Regions from separate parts of the Mus musculus genome. Here region 1 is linked to region 2. The links are chromatin contacts, called in public capture Hi-C maps. All regions are on one chromosome and are shown on one strand. The core of a region is the stretch at or near the end of the contact, and the rest is flanking DNA. Distances in the headings are between cores, read along the strand shown. Region 1 overlaps Src (Rous sarcoma oncogene). Region 2 overlaps Manbal (mannosidase, beta A, lysosomal-like).

The links. Capture Hi-C pulls out chosen DNA fragments and counts their contacts.
Region 1: a contact with region 2 is called in a capture Hi-C map of embryonic stem cells, with 2.3 times the contacts expected there. The contact joins two enhancer-like sites. A contact is called at or near these places in 2 of 15 datasets of contacts at CTCF or cohesin (embryonic stem cells and pro-B cells), 21 of 484 Hi-C or Micro-C datasets (the G1E-ER4 cell line, the HPC-7 cell line, cerebral cortex and 9 more), 18 of 115 datasets of contacts at active chromatin or transcription factors (CD8 T cells, Th17 cells, bone marrow-derived macrophages and 10 more) and 3 of 9 other capture datasets (adipose tissue, embryonic stem cells and liver).

What each region holds. Positions count from the first base shown.
Region 1 is chr2:157,455,722-157,460,410 of GRCm38.p6, forward strand. Src (Rous sarcoma oncogene) reads left to right here. Exons shown (of 15, transcript NM_009271.3): 3 at 1-46; 4 at 1,356-1,610; 5 at 2,813-2,912; 6 at 3,122-3,139. The coding sequence starts at 1,364. Among named protein-coding and RNA genes, the nearest start is that of Src, 34 kb to the left of the region's middle. Within about 2 kb of position 1,885, at least 170 of the 459 cell types and tissues checked have an H3K27ac peak or open chromatin away from gene starts, as enhancers often do. A contact at or near this core is called in differentiating embryonic stem cells and embryonic stem cells, where this site is marked.
Region 2 is chr2:157,391,179-157,396,274 of GRCm38.p6, forward strand. It overlaps Manbal (mannosidase, beta A, lysosomal-like), which reads left to right. Exons shown (of 3, transcript NM_026968.3): 3 at 4,732-5,096. The coding sequence ends at 4,839. Among named protein-coding and RNA genes, the nearest start is that of Manbal, 26 kb to the left of the region's middle. Within about 2 kb of position 1,268, at least 19 of the 459 cell types and tissues checked have an H3K27ac peak or open chromatin away from gene starts, as enhancers often do. A contact at or near this core is called in differentiating embryonic stem cells and embryonic stem cells, where this site is marked.

The DNA of each region.
Region 1 (4,689 bases), core at 635-3,134, 65 kb after region 2:
CCAGTCTGCTCCCCAGATCCACTGGGGTAGCTCTGCTACCTATCAGGTGAGCAGAGATGGGAGAGGGGAGCCCCAGCCCAGCTTCCTGGGTTGGGCACGGATGTGGAAGGTAGCAGGCATCGGGTGGCATGGGGCCTTTCACTTGGTCCCTCTGTGTATCCAGGTCCCTGGACCTCTCAGACTTGCTCCCCCTGCTCATCATTTGGTTGTTTGTTAAGCACCTGCTGTATACCTCACTCCGTGCATACCAGGAGCAATTCATGAATTAAAAGAAGAGGGGGCTACATATAACCAAGGGGGTACAGTAGTTTGGGGGCTCATGAAAGAATTTGAGGACCCCTTCCTAAAGGATGTGACTTGAAGTTTCTCTTCCTTCCTTCCTTCCTTCCTTCCTTCCTTCCTTCCTTCCTTCCTTCCTTCCTTTCTTTCTTTTTCTTTCTTTCTTTCTTTCTTTCTTTCTTTCTTTCTTTCTTCCTTCCTTCCTTCCTCTCTTCCTCTCTTCCTCCCTTCCTCCCTTCCTCCCTTCCTCCCTTCCTCCCTTCCTCCCTCCCTCCCTCCCTCTTTCTTTCTTTCTTTCTTTCTTTCTTTCTTTCTTTCTTTCTTTCTTTCTTTCTTGATTTATATGTAAGTAAGTACACTGTAGCTGTCCTCAGACATCAGGAAAAGGAATCAGGTCTCGTTACAGATGGTTGTGAGCCACCATGTGATTGCTGGAATTTGAACTCAGGACCTCTGGAAAGGCAGTCAGTGCTCTTAACTGCTGAGCCACCTCTCCAGCCCCAGTCCACCTCTTTTCACCATGTGGGTCCTGGGGATTGAACTGAGGTCAGCAGTGTCTGTGACAGGTGCCTTTACCTGTGTAGCCATCTGCCTGACCCAGGAAGTAACTTTGAGCTGACAGCTGAAGGAAACTGAGTTGGGAGGTGAAGCTGTCAGGGAATAGTGTTTGCAAAGGTCCTGTGACCAGGAGGCCTGGCCATCCCTTCTTCAAGCCACCGTACTGTACTGCACCTTCCCCCAGTGTTAGACGACTTGTCAGGCATGGATTCATTCAGCAATCCTTAAATGAGCCCCTCCTATGTGCTGGGGACATAGATATGACTCAAGTGTCCCTGCCTAAGAAAGACTGAAACTGACTTTGGGTCCAGCAGTCAGGACTTTGGACTGGTATGTCTTCTCTCCATAGCTGTGTCCTAAGGTGCCAGCAATTCATTTGACAGGTGTAATGAGACGAGTCCTCCCAGGGTGGCTAGTCCCCTTCTTAGGACCTCAGTTTCCCTATCCGATAAGTGGGTGGGGTGGCTTGTCTCCTCCCAGAGGCTCTCCTCTACCTCGGGGATTTCTGTCGCCCCTAGCCAGGACCATGGGCAGCAACAAGAGCAAGCCCAAGGACGCCAGCCAGCGGCGCCGCAGCCTGGAGCCCTCGGAAAACGTGCACGGGGCAGGGGGCGCCTTCCCGGCCTCACAGACACCGAGCAAGCCCGCCTCCGCCGACGGCCACCGCGGGCCCAGCGCCGCCTTCGTGCCGCCCGCGGCCGAGCCCAAGCTCTTCGGAGGCTTCAACTCCTCGGACACCGTCACCTCCCCGCAGAGGGCGGGGCCTCTGGCAGGTCAGCCCTCCCCCTTGCTGTGTGTCCCTGAGCTGTGGTGCACCCTCTCTGGGTTCTGGGGACTCGGTTTTCCCGAGGCTGCGAATGGGGAAGGATTCGTAAACTGGAAAGCGGGGCTCCTGGCGCTTTCGGGCTCCCAGGTTCAGAGTATATAACGGGTTCTGAAGGAGAGGGTTGTAGGGGAGGGGACCCTGAGGCCCTCAGGGGATGGACCGCCACGGACTAGCTGCCGCCTCCGCCCAGCCTTTGTTCCTGGCTCTGCTGTGCGATGGCCCGAGTGCGCCCCTGCGCCCTCTGCTGGCGCTGTGTGGTGCGGCAGCCCTGCCGCCCAGGAGCTGAGCGGGGTGACTCACGCTCCTGCATGCATGGCTACACACCCACACGTGCAAATCCCACACTCTGACGGAGCCATACTCACGGCTGCACGCCCATGCGTGCAAATCCCACGCTCAGACAGAGCCACACGCATGGCTGCACACCTACACGTACAAATCCCACCCAGACTCAACCATGTTATATGCCCACATTGGGCATGAACCCACACTGAGTGGAGACACCAACAATTCCTAGAGACACCTGGGCCAGAGCACACACAGATACAGGTGTGCATACAACCTCGCCCCCTCAGATGGGCCTGTCTACCATCTTGCATGCAGAATGCAGACACGGGATGTAGGGGTTCCCAGCTCCACATCCCACCACAGGAACTTGGTTGTGGTGAGACCTTTGGACGGGCAGCCCACTTCCCGCCATGCAGCCACACACCCATTCGATCATTTGAGAAGCATTTGTGGAGCCTCGGGCAACCGAGGGTGGGATGCAGGATTCCACGGAGCAGCTGTGGGTGAGGGGAGAATCAGGGGAAGGGTCCTGAAACTTGGACCAGAAACCTCGAGCTGCCAGGCACACACACAGGCAGAGTCCCTTAAGTGTGGGGCTTGGGGCATCTTCTGTGTGCTGCCCCTGAGTGCAGAGCAAGGGAGCCTGATCTCGGGGGGGGGGGGGGACAGGGACGGGGGGGACGGGGACGGGGACGGGACTTCTGCTTGTGTCAATAGACTCATTAGATAAGGAACACCTAGTCTGCAGCCCAGCAGGAAGGCACAGCGTACTTAGCTTCCTCCCAGGGACAGGCTGGTGAGTGAGAACGGCGCCTGACCCAGCCCCTGCAGGGTTCTGACACCTCTCATCCTTCTCTGCAGGTGGGGTGACCACCTTTGTGGCCCTCTATGACTATGAGTCACGGACAGAGACTGACCTGTCCTTCAAGAAAGGGGAGCGGCTGCAGATTGTCAATAACACGTGAGTGGCCTGGCGGGGACTGCACTGGGAGCGTGGGTCTGTCTTACCGAGAGCTGCCGGCAGAGGGCGGTGCAGAGCCTACAGGGCTGCTTCTGCTCTTGGTGGGTGGCGGCCCTCCCTAGACCCCAACCAGTATCCTCCCTTGTCCTGGGCCCTGTCTTCGCACCTCAGCCTCTCCTTCTCTCTGCTTCTCTCTCGCTGGCCCTTAGGAGGAAGGTGGATGTCAGGTGTGTACCGAGGCCAGGTAGAGGGGGATGCTTCGCTGAGGCTGGGGGCTGCTCTCTGCATGTGCTTCCTCCACCGCCCCTGTGTGTTTCCAGCTCTCTCCCCGTCCCTTTAGCTTACCCTGCATCCCACCTGTATGAGCCGACCCTCCATCTTCTCCCCACACCTTCCTGTTAGCTCTCTTCCTCCCTGTTCTGATTTGTGATTCCACATTGGGTGCCAGCTACATGCAGGACCCAGTGTATTCTGTAGGCCAGGGAGGGAGGCAGTGTGGTGGGGAGTGGGTTACACCAGACCAGGTCAGGGGTGGATAGAAGCAGGCCGGGGTCCCTGCAAGATGTCCCCGGGAGAGGGGGCTGTCTCTATCAGACTGCCCATCCAAGGAAGGACAGTGAGCCACAGCAGGTAAGGGCAGCATCCCTGGGAGGGGGGCAGCTGCTGGTTGGAGGTATGTGCTGGGCTGTGGAGGCCTCTCCCTGGAGCAGGTAAGGCTTGGGGACTTTGATTTGAGCTGCTCTGGAGGGTAGAGAGGATCCATCATAAAGTGCCCCAAAGGTCTGGCTAAAGAGGTAGGCTTTCCGTCTCCCTGGGCGTGTCTCGCTGCTCATGCCTCCCGTTCCTCGTGCATGCTACTCCGTTTGCCTGAAATACTTCTCCTGTATCCATCTGGTGAACTCCTATTCAGCCCTCAAGATCCAGGGAGGGGATGCCCGTTGTGTGAGGCAAAAGTGAGCAGGTTCCACGTTCTGCACCGGTCACTGTCATTCATACCCCTCCATCTCGTTATCTCTGATCCCCGGGGGGTGGGGTGGGGACAGCAGCAATGGTGGAGGGGCTGGCTCTATTTTGTGAATGAGGAAACTGAGGCTCAAAGTCAGGAAGGCCCTTGTCCAAGGTCATGTGGCTACCGATAGCAAGCCCAGGATGGGACCTGGGCACTTTCTCTTCTTTTCCTGGACTGGCGCCCTGGGGAAGAGACCTCCCTAGTACCTCCCCACCAGTGTGGCCAGCTGCTCCTTCCCTCCTAAAGGGAAGCCCTGAGTTCCCATTGTCCCCAGCTGCTGGTGGCACTGGTGGCCAGGAGGAGGAGCAGTGTGACCCTGGCGCTGAAAGGATGGTGTCCCAGAGCCACACGGCTGATAGAGGCAGAGGTGAGAGAAGGAATGGCCACAGACCTTGGAGTGTGTGCCGCTGGTGGAGACTGCCCTGTGGGGAGTCTCTGCACAAGTGGCAGGAGGCAGGAAAGGCTTGGGGACTTGGACTCTGTGTCTTTGGGGTCACAGCAGCCTCCACGCCTTTGGGGTGCAGTTTCTTTCTCCTCTCTTGTCGCCTTTTAGGACAGTGGGGACCTGTACAGCCAGGCAGCCAGAGTCAGTCACAAGGGAGTCTCCTCCACTGGAGGTCCCCGGGTGGTGGGGTCACAGGAATGAATGGTGGGGCCAGGATCTGGCTGTTAGACCTGCTGCCGGGGCCTCTGATCAACCCCTGCTCTGCCCAGAGAAGTTCAGGTGTCTGTCTGGTGGAGAATGCCATTGTTCTCAGCTCAGCATGT
Region 2 (5,096 bases), core at 18-2,517:
TGCATAGAGCAAACATGACTGCACTGTTAACCGCACTTCTGACTCCTCCAGGACCACTGGTCACAAGAAGGGGACAGACAGAATCTTCTCATTCTTGCATGCGACTCTGGGGGGCTGCTAAGTATAGAAAATAGATTTCATAGTTAATAATGAAGCAGTGAGAGACACAGATTCTAGCTCTGCTGCTCATCAACTGAGCTCTCAAACCAGCCCTGGTCCTTTCTGGGTGCTGTTCCCTGTGTTTACAGCCTGAGGCCCATCCTGGCACTTTGTCTAGATGAGTGGCACAGGGCCTGACTTGCTAACTACCAGCAGTGTTAGGGCTACTATGGCAGGGGTGTGACTGCTGTGTCTGCTGTGGTGTGACTGCCGTGGTGTGACTGCTGTGTCTGCCTTGTTGGTGTGACTGCTGTGGCCTGTGTGGCCGTGGTGTGACTGGTAGCAACACTGGAAGCTGTAGGTATTGGATGTGAAAATTGCTGGGCCCTGAGCTCATAGGAACCAAGAGGCCCTGCCGCTCTTTCACCGCATTCGCTCACTCGTTCACGGAGCCACTGCCCTGCAGATGGCTAGCTGGGTGAGACAGACATGAGAACATGTCACCTTAAAGGTGACATGCAATAAAGGAAGACATCCAGCATCAGCCTCTGGCCTCCACACACATGTGTACACACATACCTACGTACATACGCATGCACATGAATGCATGCACATGCGTACACCATACACACAGCACACGTGTCTGTGGTAGAGTGTTGGTGGTGTTATAAAGTAGCTGGGCACTTCCGTAAAGGAACACAGCAGAGAAGGAAGGCTGGGCAGTCTTTAGAAGCAGACTTTGTTGTTATTTTTTTAGCTTTCTGTGTTGGCATGAAGCTAAGTGTACCCTTCAGACCAGAAAAGGGTATCAGATCCCCTAGAACTGGAGTTACATACAAATGATTGTGAGCTACCACATGGGTGCTGGGAACTGGACCTGGGTTCACTGTAAGAGCAGCAAGTGCTCTTAACCACTGAACTCCAACCCCAGGAGTATGTTCTTAAGAGTAGCCAAGCCACAGGGTGGGGAGCTGGGCAGGGACAGAGGGTGCTCCTGGGAAGCCCTGCTGTCTGACCTTGGTGCTATTAGGCTGCTCAGCTGCCTTCTTAGGTATGGGGCATGAGGCAGTAGATGGTAGGAAGCCCTGGGGAGGCTTAGGGTGGAGAGACCTGCACCTGGGAAGCATCCTTTGTCAGGTACAGGAGTGAGCAGAGGCGGAGGTAGGGCAGGGACAGGCAGAATGGGAAGGGGTGGGGCTCAGATGCTAGAGAGTGGCTGAGTCAAGACAGAGAGTAGGTTGGGTCAGCAAGCTCTGAGACCTGTTGCAGAATAGTGGAAGGTGAACCATTGGGATCCCGGTCACCCTTCCTGCTGGAGGAAGGCTGGGCCTCTAGGAAAGATGCCATGTGGCCTGGGATGGTTGAGTTGGAAGGAATTGGGACAGGACATGCCCATACTAGTTATCTGGTGTGTAGTTGAATAGGGGTGGAGTCTCAGAGCCAAAAGGGACAAGGCAGCAGGAAGAACCTCTGTAGCATGAAGCAGCACAGGACAGCCACTAGGCCACTGTACCAGCTCCCATTGCCACAGGCTTGAGCACAGAGTATCAGCTCCATCCTGAAGACCTGGACAGGCCTCAGTAAGCTCTTTGGTGTATGTTTTAATTCTGCCCAGGGCACGTAGAGGCAGCCGGCTTCCACGATGTGTGCAGGTGCTATAAGGAGCAGCTCTCTGCTCCAAGGCCCTCAGTGACATAGACATCATATCCTGCTGGGTTTGCCTTAATCATGAGCCTGCCCAATGGACTCTACAGGGATGTGCAGTTGACAGCCTCTCTTCTGAGGCTTGGTTTTGTTGTTTTGTTTTGTTTTGTTTTGTTTTGTTTTGTTTTCTTGGTCAAGTTGCATAATAGTGTTGGGGGACTTTGGACACCATTGACTTATGGCAGGAGGCGGCTCAGCAGCTTGGGGGCTGTGAGCTCCAGTCCTGAAACTTTATAACACCCACAAGGCCGTTCCCTGAGCTGCAGTTCCTCCCCTGCAGGAAGGAGGCTGGGCCCTGGTGTCTCAGGTAATGCCAGGAAATAAAATGAGCTAGAACCTGGGCTCACTGAGTTCAACACAGATGTCTTAGTTAGGGTTCTACTGTTGTGAACAGACACCATGACTAAGGCAACCTTATAAGGACAACGTTTTTTTTTTTTCCCGAGACAGGGTTTCTCTGTGTAGCTAGCCCTAGCTGTCCTAGAACTCACTTTGTAGACCAGGCTGGCCTCAAACTCAGAAATCTGCCTGCCGCTGCCTCCCAAGTGCTGGGATTAAAGGCGTGCGCCACCACCGCCCGGCATAAGGACAACATTTTATCGGGGCTGGCTTACAGGTTCACAAGGCAGGAACATGGTGGTGTCCAGGCAGGAACGGTGCAGGATGAGCTGAGAGTTCTACATCTTCATCTGAAGGCTACTAGGAGAAGACTGGCTTCTAGGCAGCTAAAGCCCAAGCCCACAGTGACACACTTATTCCAACTAGGCCACACCTACTAGTAGGGCCACTCCCCAGGCCAAGCATATTCAAACCACCACAACAGAGGAACCTCTTTGTCTTCCAGAGCTAGGAGGTAGCTTTAGTCTGCTTTTTAATTTTTCTACTTTAAATAAAGATCAAGAGATTTAAAGGCTGGAGAGATAGCTCATCACTGGAGAGTACTTGCTTTGCCTGCAGAGGACCTGGGTTCAGTTCCCAGCACCCACATGGCGGCTCTTGGCTATCTGTAGCACCAGTTCCAGGGGCTCCAATACCTTTTTCTGACCTCTGGATAGTGAGAACACATATGATAGACATACATACATACGACATACATACATACCGGCAACACACACACAAAACGAAATTAATAAATCTCATAACAATTTGAAAAATATATCAAGAGGCAAAACAAGCAGCAACCTTTCTCATATTAAGTCTCAGCCAAGGCTACCCAGTAAGACCTTGTATCAGGAGTCGGAGGCAGGTAGACCTTCCCCAATGCTGTGCTAGTACCTTGGGGTGTTGGCCCTGAACAGTGCTGTTGAGTCATAGCACTACAAGGGGACACAGAGCTGCCATCACTGTATATGCAAAGAACCCAGGAGGAGCCAGGAGTCCACAGTTCATGGGAGGTCACCCAGCTGGCATGGATCTTGAATATTTTAAAACTTTATTTTTGTGTGTTTTTGTAAACAGTGTATGTATGTCTGAACATGTGTTATGTATGAGACTGTGTGTGTGTTATGTATGTGAGTCTGCATGGGAGAGTGTGTGTGTTTCTGTTTGTGTATGTGTATACAGGTGTGTATGAGTGTGTGCAGGTGTTTATGTAGGTGTGTGAGTGTGTGTGTGGTGTTATGCTTGTGTGTGTTTCTGAGTGCAGTTGTATAAGTGTTTTGTGTTTGAGTGAATATGTGTGTGTGATGTGTGAAGCGCATAGGAGCCACAGAGCACGTGGGGAAGTCAGAGGACGATCATGGAGTTAGGTTTTCCTTCTGCCTTCATGGAGACTCTGGAAACTGAACTGCACGCCGAATGCTGTTTACTCCTGAGCCATCTCACCAGCCTGGCGTGCATTGTTTTAATTTCATTTGTTTGTTTGTTTTATTTATTGCATTTGTTTATATGTTTATTGTTGCATGGGGTCATGCGTGCCACAAGCACTTGGTGGTCAGAGGACAACACAGTTTTAGGAGTCAGTTCTCTGTTCTCTCCTACTACGTGAGACCTTTGGGCTTGCTACACCTTTCCCAGCTGAGCCAACATGCCTCACCCCACACCCCCACCCTGACATGGAATTTTAAGAGTAAACACTGCAGACCAAGTGCAGCTTAAAGACAAAGCCCAGGTTGTGTCTGGCGTCCCCTGGACTAACCTGCTTTTGGCGTCCTTTGGGGCCACAATACTCTTCAGGTTATCACCAGATGAGAGGAAAACCACACAGGAGCTGCCATTCCAGATCCTGCCCTGCTGTGAGCAGAGTGGCCTCAGTGGCCTGGGGTGGCCTGCGCCTTCCGGGGGCTCAGCTTATTTATCTCCTGGTGAGGACAGACCCAGATCTGCAGCTTTGAACTTTCTTTTTTCAGCAGCAAAACCTTTGTTCCAACCAAATTTTATGAGAGCGCATCCCGGGGTATGAAACAGAGCAGAGCTGTCCCAGTTGCTGAGAACCTGGGATTCTTGCCCAAGGCTGCCTCTGACCTCCCCCAGGGCACCACCACCAGCCGCTGTAGCACACAGTGATAACCCACCTGCCCACTGCCTTCTCCACCCCCAGCTCAAAACGTGAGGATGAACAATCACCAGGAGTGCCAGCCACAGTAACGGGCCCACAGCCAAGCCTCACTAATACTGTCCTAGCTTGAGACATCCTGACAGCCACTGGGAGCCACCAGCCCTGTGACTTCACACACACACACACACACACACACACACACTGCTCCCAGGTGTCTGTCACCGTCCCCATCTTACACATAAAGCATGGGACTGAAGTCCCACAAGCCACTAGACTGGAAGGTAAAGGAGCCCAGATGGCACCCAGTGCCATGTAGCTGGTCTGGGTACTGATCCTTCTCTGTGTCTCTCTGGCGTGCGTCAGTTGACAGCATCCCGTTGGTCAAGCTGGAGTCCTCTAAACAGTACTCTGTTTTTTTAATCACCCCACAGGAGGCAGAACAGGCTGAGCCCAGAAGTGCAGAGGGGCCAAAGAAGCCCAAGGTTGCCATCGCTTCCACCAACAAGAGGCCGAAGAAGGAGACGAAGAAGAAGCGATAGAATCCTAGAATCCGAGGCCGAGGAGCCCAAGGCTGCAGCCTCGGGGACAGCCCTCCTGGGAACCAGCATCCTGTTTGCTCTCACAGACTGTCTCTGTCCTCGGCTCAGAGTCTGAGAGGATTGAAACTCCCTCTGACTACAGAGCTCTGAACAGTCCTTAGGCTCCAGCTGTGCAGACCACCACTTCCTCTTCTTTCTCTCTGTGGTGCACGGGAGATTCTCAAGAGCAAACACTGCCCCGAGGGTTCCGAGTCAGG